2 separate regions of the Macaca mulatta genome follow, and region 2 is linked to region 1. The links are chromatin contacts, called in public Hi-C maps. All regions are on one chromosome and are shown on one strand. Each heading gives the region's core, a stretch centred on a gene start, on an enhancer-like site or on the middle of the called end of the contact. The rest is flanking DNA. Distances are from core to core; before and after follow the strand shown.

Region 1 (5,885 bases), core at 2,527-5,026:
GTGCCATCTTTCCTGACCTTTGTTTCTTTCTGTTCAGGAACCATCAGTCCCCTTGTAATAAAGGTGGTAGATTTCACTGAGGTTTTAGATTGAAACTTTGAATAAATCAAAAATATTCATTCTTATTTACTGCAACCTTCTCATATTTTATATACTTAGATGGAAAATTTTTTCATTAGAGTTTTGATTTATGTCACATAATGTGTTTCTTTTATAAAGAAAAGTCATTGCTTTTTAACTTTATTATAAGTAAGTTTTCTTTCTGCACCTTTGGCCCCAGTTGCTGTTTCAGTTCACTGTGATTGGAACCAGCTGCATTCCTGCCTGTAGACTTTTGAGAAAAGCTGAATGGTTAGATCTTAGAAGCTCCTCCTTCTTCCCTGCATCTCATGAAAAATATTAAGGCATAGGAGCTTGTCAAAAGTCTTCAGATTATTTTGTGTGGTTTTATTGTTACTCTGCAATAATGTAACAAGAGAACAGCTACTCCTTGTGGTTAAAAGTATTCTCATTGTAATCCCAGTGCTTTGGGAGGCCAAGGTGGAAGGATCACTTGAGCCCAGGAGTTCAAGGCTGCAGTGAGCTAAGATTGCACCACTGTACTCCTGCCTGGGCAACAGAGGGAGACCCTGTCTCAAAAAAAAAAAAAAAAGAAAAGAAAAGAAAAAAAAAAAGAAAGCATTCTCAAACCCTTCCTTCTTGTTGAGTCCCCTTCACTCTTTCACATAAATGATATGAAGATAATAATTTAGTTTATCTGCCTTTCCTGGCTCCTCCTCCAGTGTGAGCAGAAAGAAATGTGGACTGGGCCAAGTGCGAAAGAAAGTGAAATCTCAGCCACCTACCCAAGGGGAAATCCAGTTTCATTAGCATTGTTTGCAAATATTTTAATCTGTGTGAAGAAGGTATTTTACTTTGGCTTTATTCTAGCCATTTCAATTTTATTCTATCTTTTCCTACTTACATTATTCCTGTTACCTACCCCGTTAAAGCAGCTCAGAAGAGTTCTTCTGCAGGCCTTTTTTTTTTTAGACAGATTCTCACTCTATTGCCCAGGCTGGAGTACAATGGCACGATCTCAGTTCACTGCAACCTCCACCTCCCAGGTTCAAGCGATTCTCCTGCCTCAGCCTCCTGAGTAGCTGGGATTACAGGTGCGCACCACCACGCCCAGCTAATTTTTGTATTTTGGTAGAGATGGGGTTTCACCATGTTGGCCAGGCTGGTCTCGAACTCCTGACCTCGTGATCCGCCTTCCTTGGCCTCCCAAAGTGCTGGGATTACAGGTGTGAGCCACCGCGCCCGGCCAGCAGGCCTTCTTTGTGAGTGTGGAGAACTGAGTTTGACAGGACCTTGGTCTGACAGATTTTATAGAAGTTTGGGTCGTACCTCCTAGTGGGCCTTGCACACTGTGGGGAGAGCTCCCCTGTCTGTCTTTTGTGCAAACAGATCAGCATGATAACCCAAGCGGAAGGTTGCTTGGTTCATTTTTGGCAGAAGGCAAGAGGCAAGAGTAGTGAAGCCAGTGGTATTTAGGTATACCCAGATGGGGCTGTGTATAGCCACGTGTGTCTGCTCATATTCTTTGCAGCAGTTAGCATGCCCGTTCTTCCTCCATGTTTTTTATGCCCTTTTCCTATATAGGGGGGAAAAAACACTGTCTCAACCCCACCAACAGTTTAATGAATTATGTTTTATTATCCTTGCTTTTCAAATAAGGAAACAGGCTCAAAAAGGGGCAATGGTTTGAACCTGCAAGTTCTTTGACTGCAGAGCCCTTGCTTTCCCCATGTCTGCCATGCAGAGCCAGGCTAAGTGCCTTGTGTCAGCTGGATCTGGCTGGTGTTTTTCATGTTCAACTAATTTGTAAGCTTTATGAGCTTGTATCTGTGTTTTTCCTTTTTTTTTCCCTGAAGTTTCTTGCTTCACAGCGTAGCATAAAAAAATCCACGGACTATTTTAGAGCATTCTTCCAAATCAGCAGCATTAGAGCTACCCACAATTTGACAAGAGTCACAGGTCTGAGAAGGGATGTAGCGAGGGCAAAAGGTGGACCCTACTAATCAGGCTGATGGTGCTTTGCCTATGAAAAGGGGGCAAGAGGCTGCTCTGGCAACATTATTTGTTTACAAAGGCCAACAAGTGAGTTCTGCACACTCACGGGAAGGGAAGCCATCGGCCACAGGGTGAGGAGCACCCTGCCTGCACAACCCTTTCTGTGTACCTGACTGGCTGAGTCACACAGAAAATCATCTAAGTGCAGTGTCTGCCCAGGGAGTTTGAGGCACTGATCCACTCTGCAAACACCAAGTGCCTCCTCTCCAGAGGAGGTCATGTCCATTGGGGAAGGACAGAAGTAAACAGGGGTCACAAAGCAGTGATAAATGCTGTGATAAGAATACAGTGCTTGAGTTATTCTTATCACAGCATTTATCACTGCTTTGTGTTGTCAAGCACTTGAGTTATCAAGCACTAGATGCTGTGGGAGTACAGAAGGGCAGTTGCCTAAGTCTTTAAAGATAGTCTTGTGGTCAGGATTGAAAAATGTTGCTTGCTAGAACCATCAGGTGACTGCAGTATGTCAAATGACTATCTTCATCATACCGGTTAGCCTTTGAGTGCTTCATATGTCTTATATACATTACCTTGCTTCACAACTCTCCTGGAAGATAATGGTCATCCCCACTTAGAGATGAGGAAACACAAGGCCCAGGGAGGGATTACAAGCCAAGCCTCTTACTCCCATGCCCTGGCTCTTTCCAGAATTACACCAGCATTCCACCGCAGCTGCCTGCAACCAGAGTGTTGGGTATGAATTGGGTACAACTGGTGAGATCCAACAGTGCCTCATCATTTGACTTGGGTGCACAAGGGGAGAAGGCGGCATTAAAATCTACAGGGAACTCAAAATTCGGAGACAGGTAGATGAAGATTCAAGAGTCAGGACTCGCTGTGAAGTGAGTGACACTTAAGAGGGGAAGTGAAGCCCAGATCTGTCACACATAGGGCGTGGGGTACCCCGCCTACCACTGGTCCTCAGCACCTGGAGACCCGAGCCTTCAGCAATCTGGGAAGCATGAAGATGGGTTTCGGTGCACAGGGCCACGCCTCCGCCGCCAGCAGCCTAGCGGGAGCGTATGACCAGTCTCGGCGTCCGAGAGGAGAGGGAGGCGGCCCAGGACAGTCTGCTTAGAGGCTCTCTCCCCTGCAGAGCTGGGCCCAGGCAGAGGTCAGATACCTCCAATACAAGCCCCAGGGCAGCGATTAACGCGGGGCAGGAACTGCAAACCGGACCCGGCAGGACAGTTGCAGCTTCTCAGAGTTGGGGGAGGGAAGTCTCGGGCTGAGGCCCACGTGCTCCGCCTTCGCCCCGCCCCTACCCTCATTGGTTGAAGCTAGATTGAGAGGCGGTGCCAGAAAAAAAACTCCTCCCTCCAACCTCATTGGCCAGCTCAGTTCTGAGGCAGCTCTCTGGCCCCGTTTACGGGCTCCCACTACAATCCAATTGGGTGATTGTGTGCTCCCAGACGGAAACTCCGCCCACCTGTACCTAGGGCCTTTCCGTCCTAGGGGCGGTTCCAGCGCGTTTTGCTAATCAGCGTTATGCTTCCATTGGTATACTTTAATATGAGGGCGGGTCCTAGCGCATTCGCTAATCCCGCCTTGCATTCCTATTGGCTGCTTCTGCTCTGCGATTCCGATCCCGCCCAGCACCGCCCCCCGCCCCCCGCCGCCCATTGGCTGCGAGAGGCCGGTGCCGACCGCACTCGCGGGGCCGGTGGCGGTTCAGGCGCCGGAGCTGGCCGATCGGCGTTGGCCGCGGACATGACGCCCGAGGACCCAGAGGAAACCCAGCCGCTTCTGGGGCCGCCTGGCGGCAGGTGAGCCCCGGGGAACCCGGGCCCGGACGTGGCCTCGCCCTCCCGCCCCTCCGCGTCCGCTCAGCTCACCCTCGGTCCTGTCACCGCAGCGCGCCCCGCGGCCGCCGCGTCTTCCTCGCCGCCTTCGCCGCTGCCCTGGGCCCACTCAGCTTCGGCTTCGCGCTCGGCTACAGCTCCCCGGCCATCCCGAGTCTGCAGCGCGCCGCGCCCCCGGCCCCGCACCTGGACGACGCTGCCGCCTCCTGGTTCGGGGTGAGGCCCCGGACTCGCCCCTCCAGCCCTGGGACCCCGCGCCCTCCTCTCGGGACAGGCATCGGGCCCCTCCGCCACCGCCCTTCCCCAGGAGACGGGCATCGGGCCTTTCGGGACGGGCATCGAGTTCTTTGGTCCCCCACCCTTCCCCTCGGGACAAGCGCCGGACCACTCAGTCCCCCACCCCTCCCCTCGGGACGGGCGCTGGGCCCCGGCTCATTTGCCTGGAGTCGCCCCCTTCCCTCTGAGCCCGCGGGGCGTGGGCGGGGGGAGGGATGGGCTGCGGCTTCGGCGCCCCCTCCTCAGCCTCCGCCCGCCCCCAGGCCATCGTGACCCTAGGTGCTGCGGCAGGGGGAGTGCTGGGCGGCTGGCTGGTGGACCGCGCCGGGCGCAAGCTGAGCCTCCTGCTGTGCTCCGTGCCCTTCGTGGCCGGCTTTGCCGTCATCACCGCGGCCCAAGACGTGTGGATGCTGCTGGGGGGCCGCCTCCTCACCGGCCTGGCCTGCGGTGTTGCCTCCCTAGTGGCCCCGGTGAGTGTCCCGTCTCGCGAGTGTCCTGTCTCGCGCGGCCTGAGACAGAGGAGGAGTGGACAAACCGCTCCTCAGTCCTAGGGGCGCGGCTTCCCCTGGCGGGACCTTACAGGTGCCAGGCTTGAAGTCCCTGCGTTATCTCGCGGTCCCTCCCGTCCACCCTGGGAAGGATCCTGCTGTTCTCTCCATTTTACACTGAGGTCATGACATGCAGTCTCGGAAAGGTGAAGTCCTTTGCCCAGGCAGGGTCCACAGCTAGTCAGAGGGGAAGCAGTTGCTGGAACCCAGGATTATCCCACTTAGCCGTGCCCATCTTTTGCTCTGCAGACCTGCAGATGATCCATAGGAGCCCACTCCCAACATTATGGTTTTCATCCCTGGCTTCGGGTCAATGACTGCAATTAGCAGGAAGTTCCTGTCCTGGTTTCTCCTGGGGCAAAGGCTGCTGGCCTGTGTTCCCCTTTCCTTGTCACAGGCCAGCCCCTCCTTCCCCATCTTCCCCCTTTCCCCCTCCTGACCCAGGCTGCCCACTTGGGAGCCCCGAACATCTGGGTCAAATCCTGGTTCTGCCACTGACCTGAGCAGAGTGTCTGCCTGGGCCTCAGTTTCCTTCCCTGGAAAACAGGGATTATGGCATTAGTCCCTGAGGTAGTGGTCAGGATTCAGTGGGACTTTGGGTAGACAGCCCCTGGCATGGCTTATGGAGGACTGGACCCTGACAGCTTGGTGACCCATGAACTGCCCCCAGCCATGGGCGTGGACAGTATCTCACCCAAGTGAGGTTGAAAGCAGCCACTCAGGGCCCTCCCTGGGTGCTCATTTCACCAGCATTTGCTAACTGGCAGCAGCAGCTGGACCAGAAGAGGGTGGGGAAGAAGCTGGACCTTTTACGTCTGTGGTTTTTTTAACTGGGCAGAAACACACCTGTGTTAGGGCTTAAGCTATGGAATAACCTTAGATGCATGGGTGAGGGCCTGGTGGCCTGTGGGCTCAGGAGGAAGCAGTGCCTAGTGACTGAGGCAGAGAGTTCGTGCTTCTGGTCTAAGGCCACCACTCAAAGCGTGGGCCCTGGGCTAGGATCCTGGGTGGGCACACATGGAGCTGGTTAGCAAGGTGGAATCTTTTGCCTGCCTAGACCTACTGCATCGGAATCTACGTTTTACCTAGGGTGTCTGTGCCCATTAAATGAAGGTCTGAGAAGCTCTGTGCCCACTGCCTCGCC
Region 2 (5,356 bases), core at 1,131-3,630, 180 kb before region 1:
CTCCTTAGGCAAGACTTTGCCTCTCTCCTAGCCCTGAGTATAAATCCTGTGCATAGATTGCTCCAGAAAGGCATCAAAAGGCTCAACAGACTGAATAGCCTCTTGATCTGCGAGTTCAGTTGCAGTGAGGATGAAGTCACTATCCTAGAGGCTGGTTGGCCCAGAAGAGCCAGGCACAGAGCTGCAGTTGGCCATGCCGAGGATTCCAAAGGTGGAATGAGAGAGTAGGGTTGAAATGTCACAGTATTTGCTCCATAGGTTTCTGTTTTTAATTTCAATGTTAAATATAACTACAATGTGAGCGAGAACTGCATTTTCTTGGGTGTTGAGAACTTGTACCATGGACTTGAGACCGCCTTGCAGCCCTATGCTGCACAAGCGTGTACACCCCCTGGGCAGCCTCAAAACCCCGCTTACAGCAGCAACACAGGAGATCATCTGTCCATTTTATAACCATTAATCTCTTTATCCATTTCTGAACGACTGTGACTATTCACTAATGAAATAATAGTAATTAATTAGTATGGTATAATCTTTAATAAATTTCGTGCCAAAATGCATGGTTTTCCACTTAGCATTCAAAATGTTGCATCGAGAGTAGTTTTCAATTTCTTATGTACTCTTCGAAGTAAGTTGAAAATCAGTTTCTACATTTTAATTCGTTTCCTGTTAAATCTGTTGCACTCTCCTGGGCTGTCTTTTTTTCCAGCAGACCCCTGCATGCAGTTGTGTAAGGACTTTCTCTAATTCTTGTGAATTGTCTCACCCGCAGTAACCACTGAACATCAACCAGCCCTCCATGGGGTTCTTTAGATTTTTGGTGAAGTATTTTGTTACCTCAGTCTTGTATCAAGTTGCTGTATTTTTCAGCTTGTTACATTGATAATAATTATTTCACTAATTAAATACTTTAATGTACAACATCTTTGTTTACTTTGAAATTAAATGTGTTTTCCAATGAATACTGCTCAGTTTATTAAAGTCACACACATTCACTTAGCAAACAGTTGCTGTTTCAGATAGACACAAAGGAGGCATGGGGAGCCCAAAACTCAGCTAGGACGTAACCAGAGCATCAAAACCATGCAGGAGCAGCATCCTCAGGAAGGGACAGGCACTCCAGGGAGAGAGGCAGGAGACGTAGGATGCTTTAGAGGGCAGTGGGTATTTGGAGATTCAGTTCAGAGGTTGCAGAACACATGAAGGGTGGGGGCAACAGGGAGACAGAAATGAGAAGGAGCAGAGTGAGGCTGAGAAAAAGGCAACCCGATCTCACTGAGTACAGGTTTTGCGGGAGTAATGGGATTTTAAGTCTGAAAAGGTATGTTGGGAGGACTTCATGATGTTAGGCAAAAGCCCAGAACTCCACTATACCTCGCTTGGAGAAAAAAGAGGGCTGTCTTAAAAGGGTTATCTCGTGGAAACCTGAGGGGAGGTCCAGGGGCATCTCTAGAGGGGCTGGAAGGAGAAATAAAAAGGCCTCCTCTACATCTTTCTCTCAGTGCTATCTGGGCAGCCGCTTCATTCTCTCACAAAGTTCAGGCCTTACCAAGAAAGAACCTGGAAGTCATTGAGGAAGTGTGCACCAGGGGGTGATGTGATCCCCTGACCCGGACTGCCTCAGTTTCCCAGCCAGTGCCTTCCAAAGCTGCAGTGGCCAGTCCCCCAAGCACAGGTTCCCCCACACCAGCACAGTCCTCGGGTTCTGCTCCACCATCCCAGTTCCAGGCCAGCATAGCCACACCTCCCTAGCTACCACAAGGCCCCGCTTGCCGAGGTAGCCCTAGTTTACCTCCTCCTCCTGATTTAGACGGCACGGTGGCCCCAGCTTTACCCAGATGGGGTCGCTGCCCTCAGTCACAGTGCAGTGTTCAAGGGCCCTGAGAAGAATGCATTTGACTTAGGGAAGTGAGGATGGGGTTGGGGGTCGTCACAGTTAGAAACTAACAGTCAAGACTCGAACCCACAACTGGTATCCTGCAAAGCTCCAGCCCCTTAGCCTCACGGCGTCAGGCGCCACAAACGGCCACCAGATCCTGCGATCCATCAAGGGGGATGGATGGCAGGATCCCGGAGTCAACGCAGACCAGACGGCGAAACGCCGCTTTAGCCACGGGTGCGGGCATCTACCCCGCGCGGAGCCTGCGGGCAGGCTGGACAAGGGCGCAGGAGAGGGGTGGCTGGGCGGGGCCACCGAGTGTGGGCGGGGCCTCGCGGCCGGGCGGGGCTGTGGCAGGCCCTGTCAGAGCAGAACTGAGGAGGCGATGGAGCTGGTCTGGGAACCGAGTCAGTGGGAGCTTCGAAGGGAAAAGGCGGGGCTCCTGGGGGCGGAGCCATACCTGTGGGCGGGACATGGGAAAGGAGGGCCCTAGGGGCGGAGCTACAATAGAAAGGGCCAGGAGGTGCTGAGGCGATGAGGAGCCGAACTCCAAGGGACGACGCTCGACAAAGCAGAGGTTTGGGGTAAGGGCGAGGGCCTTGCGCGAGCTCAGTAGTGCAGGGGTAGGTGGGCGGGGCCAGGGTCTGTGCTGAGGGGCAAGCAGCAGGAGGGTTGGGGTCGTGGACGGGACAGTCGAGGATAGGATGGGCGTTTTAGGCCTGTGGGCCCCGCAGAGGTGCCGAAAGCCGGCGGCAAGAACCCGGCGGAGCTGGCGCGGGAGGGGCGTTACCGGAGCGCGGGGCGGGGCGTGGGCGGGGTGTGGGCGGGGCCTTCTCCGGGCTGAGGGCGCGGGGCGAGCAGAGCAGGAGTTGAGAGCGGGGCCGGGGCGGGGCCTGTAACAGGCTGAGCGGGCGCGGGGCGGGGCCTGTAACAGGCTGAGCGGGTGCGGGGCGGGGCCGGGACCAGGGTGAGCGATCGCGGGGCGGGGCCAGGACCAGGGTGAGTGATTGCGGGGCGGGGCTTGGGCCCCGCGGAGGGTCCGGGCAGGCTGGGGTTCGGGGCGGGGCTTGGGCGGGGCCTGAACCAGGATAAGAGGCGCGAGGCGGGCTGGGCCGTGGTTCGGGGCGGGGCCGGGGCGGGGCCTGGGCCCAGCGAGGGGCGTGGGGCGGGGCGTGGGCTGCGGCGTGCGAGCCGAGCGGCCGGCCGAGGCCCGAGCCCACCCGAGTGCGCCCGAGCCCGCGGCCCCCGCCCGGGGCGATGGAGCCGGAGCCCGGCGGGGTGGCCGCTGCGCTCCTGCGGCAGAAGAGGGCGGCGCTGCGGCGCAGGGGGTGCAGCTTCGAGAGCCCAAGGTACTGCGACCTGGGAGGGGTGCGGCCGGGCGGGGCGCTGGCCACGTGGGGGGATGGCGATGTGAAGGGACAGCGGGGCGAGGCCGCGGCGTGGGAAGGGTCGGCGGAGGCTCTGAGGAGACCGGGCGCGTAGCCCGGGCTGAGCGGCCGTGGACTGTGGGAGGGGCCGGGCCGTCGCGCGGGAGGTGAGGGAACGGGTGTCGGGCGTCCAGAAGCGTCGGTCCGGTGGCAGGCCCCGCACGCCCGCTGCTTCGGCGGGGCATGGGCTGAGGAGAACGTGCCCTGCCCACCTCCGGTAAACGCTCAAGGGCAAGGTCGGGAGCTCACCCCTCTGTCCACTGGAGGCTTCCTTCCGGCACCCCGCGTGCCCTGGCAGCCGCACACCTGCTGCCTCCGCGCCCCGGCTGGCCCTGGCACCCGCGGCCCCCGCGCCCCTCTCCCTCGCGACGCCAGCCTCTGCCCGGGCCGCCGGCGCCCCTCGGCTGCTCTTCCCCCGGGACCTCTCACGGGACGACCGCCGCCCGGGCGCATGCCCTCCCTCAGCTTCCCTGGCATTCCCTGAATTTGGAACGGATTCTCCTGCTTCGACGTCGCTCAAGTTGGCCCTACCATTTTCTCAGGTCTTGGAGATGACTCCAGCGTCCTCTCAGCCACACTTCCCGTCTCTGTTCTGACGCCTCTGAAATCCACACCCCAGCTGGCCGCGGGAGGGGTCTCCCTAAAGCTGTGACTGTGCCCTTCGCGGCCAACACCCCTTGAGGAGCTCCCCATCGCCCACAGCAGTGGTAGGGACCAGAGTGGGGGACAGAGAGAGAGAGGGATGTGGACTCCGACCCGCACTGAGGCCAATAAGAGGGTTCCATTGCTAGGAATAAAAAGCAAACTAACCAGGATGCTTAAGATGAGGTGCGGGGCCCTTGACTTGGCCTTAAAGCATCCATCCTCAGTTGTTGGCATTCCCTGCCCCACCCTTGGCGCTCCAGCAGTACTGGTGAGCCTGGCATATAAGCATTGCGGGGGCAGGGAACAGAGCTGTCCTGGTCACTGCTGGGTGCCCAGAGCTGGCTCAGGCCTGGCCCATGGGACATCAACTGTGTGTTGTATGAGTCAGTGTCTGACCCGCTGGTGCTTCCTCCTCTGTGCTGCACTCTTTCTCATCTGGGCCCTTACTCATATCACACTCTTTTCTCCACTAGAATTTTCTTTCCTTTCCTCTCTGTATACGCCCACACCTTCTCCTTCGGAAGTCTTCCTTGAACCCCAGATTGAGCTCTTTGCTGTGTTAATAATCTGTGCACCTGTCTTCAAGCCCCCATAACACTGTGTGTAGTTACCCAGGTAGTATGTCTCCCCCACTAGACTTGGAGAACCAGACAGATACGATCTCTGTCCTCATGGTGCTTACATGCTTGTTGCTGGAGCATGAAGGATGTGAGAAACTGAACCAAGGGATGAGGCTGAAGAGACAAGCCGGAAGCTGGATCCCTCAGACCTGAAGTGGAATACATGGAACAGCGCTGTCCCATGGAATTTTCCGCAGTGATGGAAACCTATAATCCATGCTGTCTGTTATGGTAGCCTCTAGCCACCTGTGGCCATGGAGCACTTGTAATGGGGCTAGTTGAACTAAGGAACTGAATTTTACATTTTATTTAGCTTTAACTAATATAAATAACCGCCTAGTACTAAAGTCTAGCATATTGGGCAGTGCCAGTTTAGAAAATGTTTTCCTTTGAATTCCCACTTTTATTACCCTCTCCTTTGTCTTCATAAGCTTACACCTGAAAGACTAATGATTTCCTAGCCTCCAGAGTTTTCTTATTCTCGATTTGGTACTCCATGACATTATCTTATTAGCTGTAGGATAAAAATGATTATCATTTTTTCTGACTATAAAATTAACTTGCAGGCCAGGCGCAGTGGCTCACGCCTATAATCCCAGTACTTTGGGAGGCCGAGGCGGATGGATCATTTGAGGTCAGGAGTTTGAAACCAGCATGGCTAACATGGTGAGACCCCATCTCTACTAAAAATACAAAAATTAGCCGGGTGTGGTGGTGGGCGCCTGTAATCCCAGCTACTGGGGAGGCTGAGGTAGGAGAGTCCCTTGAACCCACGAGGCAGAGGT

The links. Hi-C and Micro-C count contacts between places; a contact is called where the count stands out from the background.
Region 2: a contact with region 1 is called in a Hi-C map of fetal cortex germinal zone, with 1.9 times the contacts expected there. The contact joins the promoter of GARNL3 here to the promoter of SLC2A8 in region 1. A contact is called at or near these places in 4 of 14 Hi-C or Micro-C datasets (CD4 T cells, cortical neurons, fetal cortex germinal zone and 1 more).

What each region holds. Positions count from the first base shown.
Region 1 is chr15:20,316,668-20,322,552 of T2T-MMU8v2.0, reverse strand. SLC2A8 (solute carrier family 2 member 8) reads left to right here and starts at 3,776. Exons shown (of 10, transcript NM_001265805.2): 1 at 3,776-3,881; 2 at 3,971-4,133; 3 at 4,457-4,663. The coding sequence starts at 3,826. It overlaps GARNL3 (GTPase activating Rap/RanGAP domain like 3), which reads left to right. Exons shown (of 30, transcript XR_013405550.1): 30 at 1-125.
Region 2 is chr15:20,491,563-20,496,918 of T2T-MMU8v2.0, reverse strand. GARNL3 (GTPase activating Rap/RanGAP domain like 3) reads left to right here and starts at 2,380. Exons shown (of 30, transcript XR_013405550.1): 1 at 2,380-2,463. RALGPS1 (Ral GEF with PH domain and SH3 binding motif 1) reads left to right here. Exons shown (of 21, transcript XR_013405554.1): 21 at 1-962.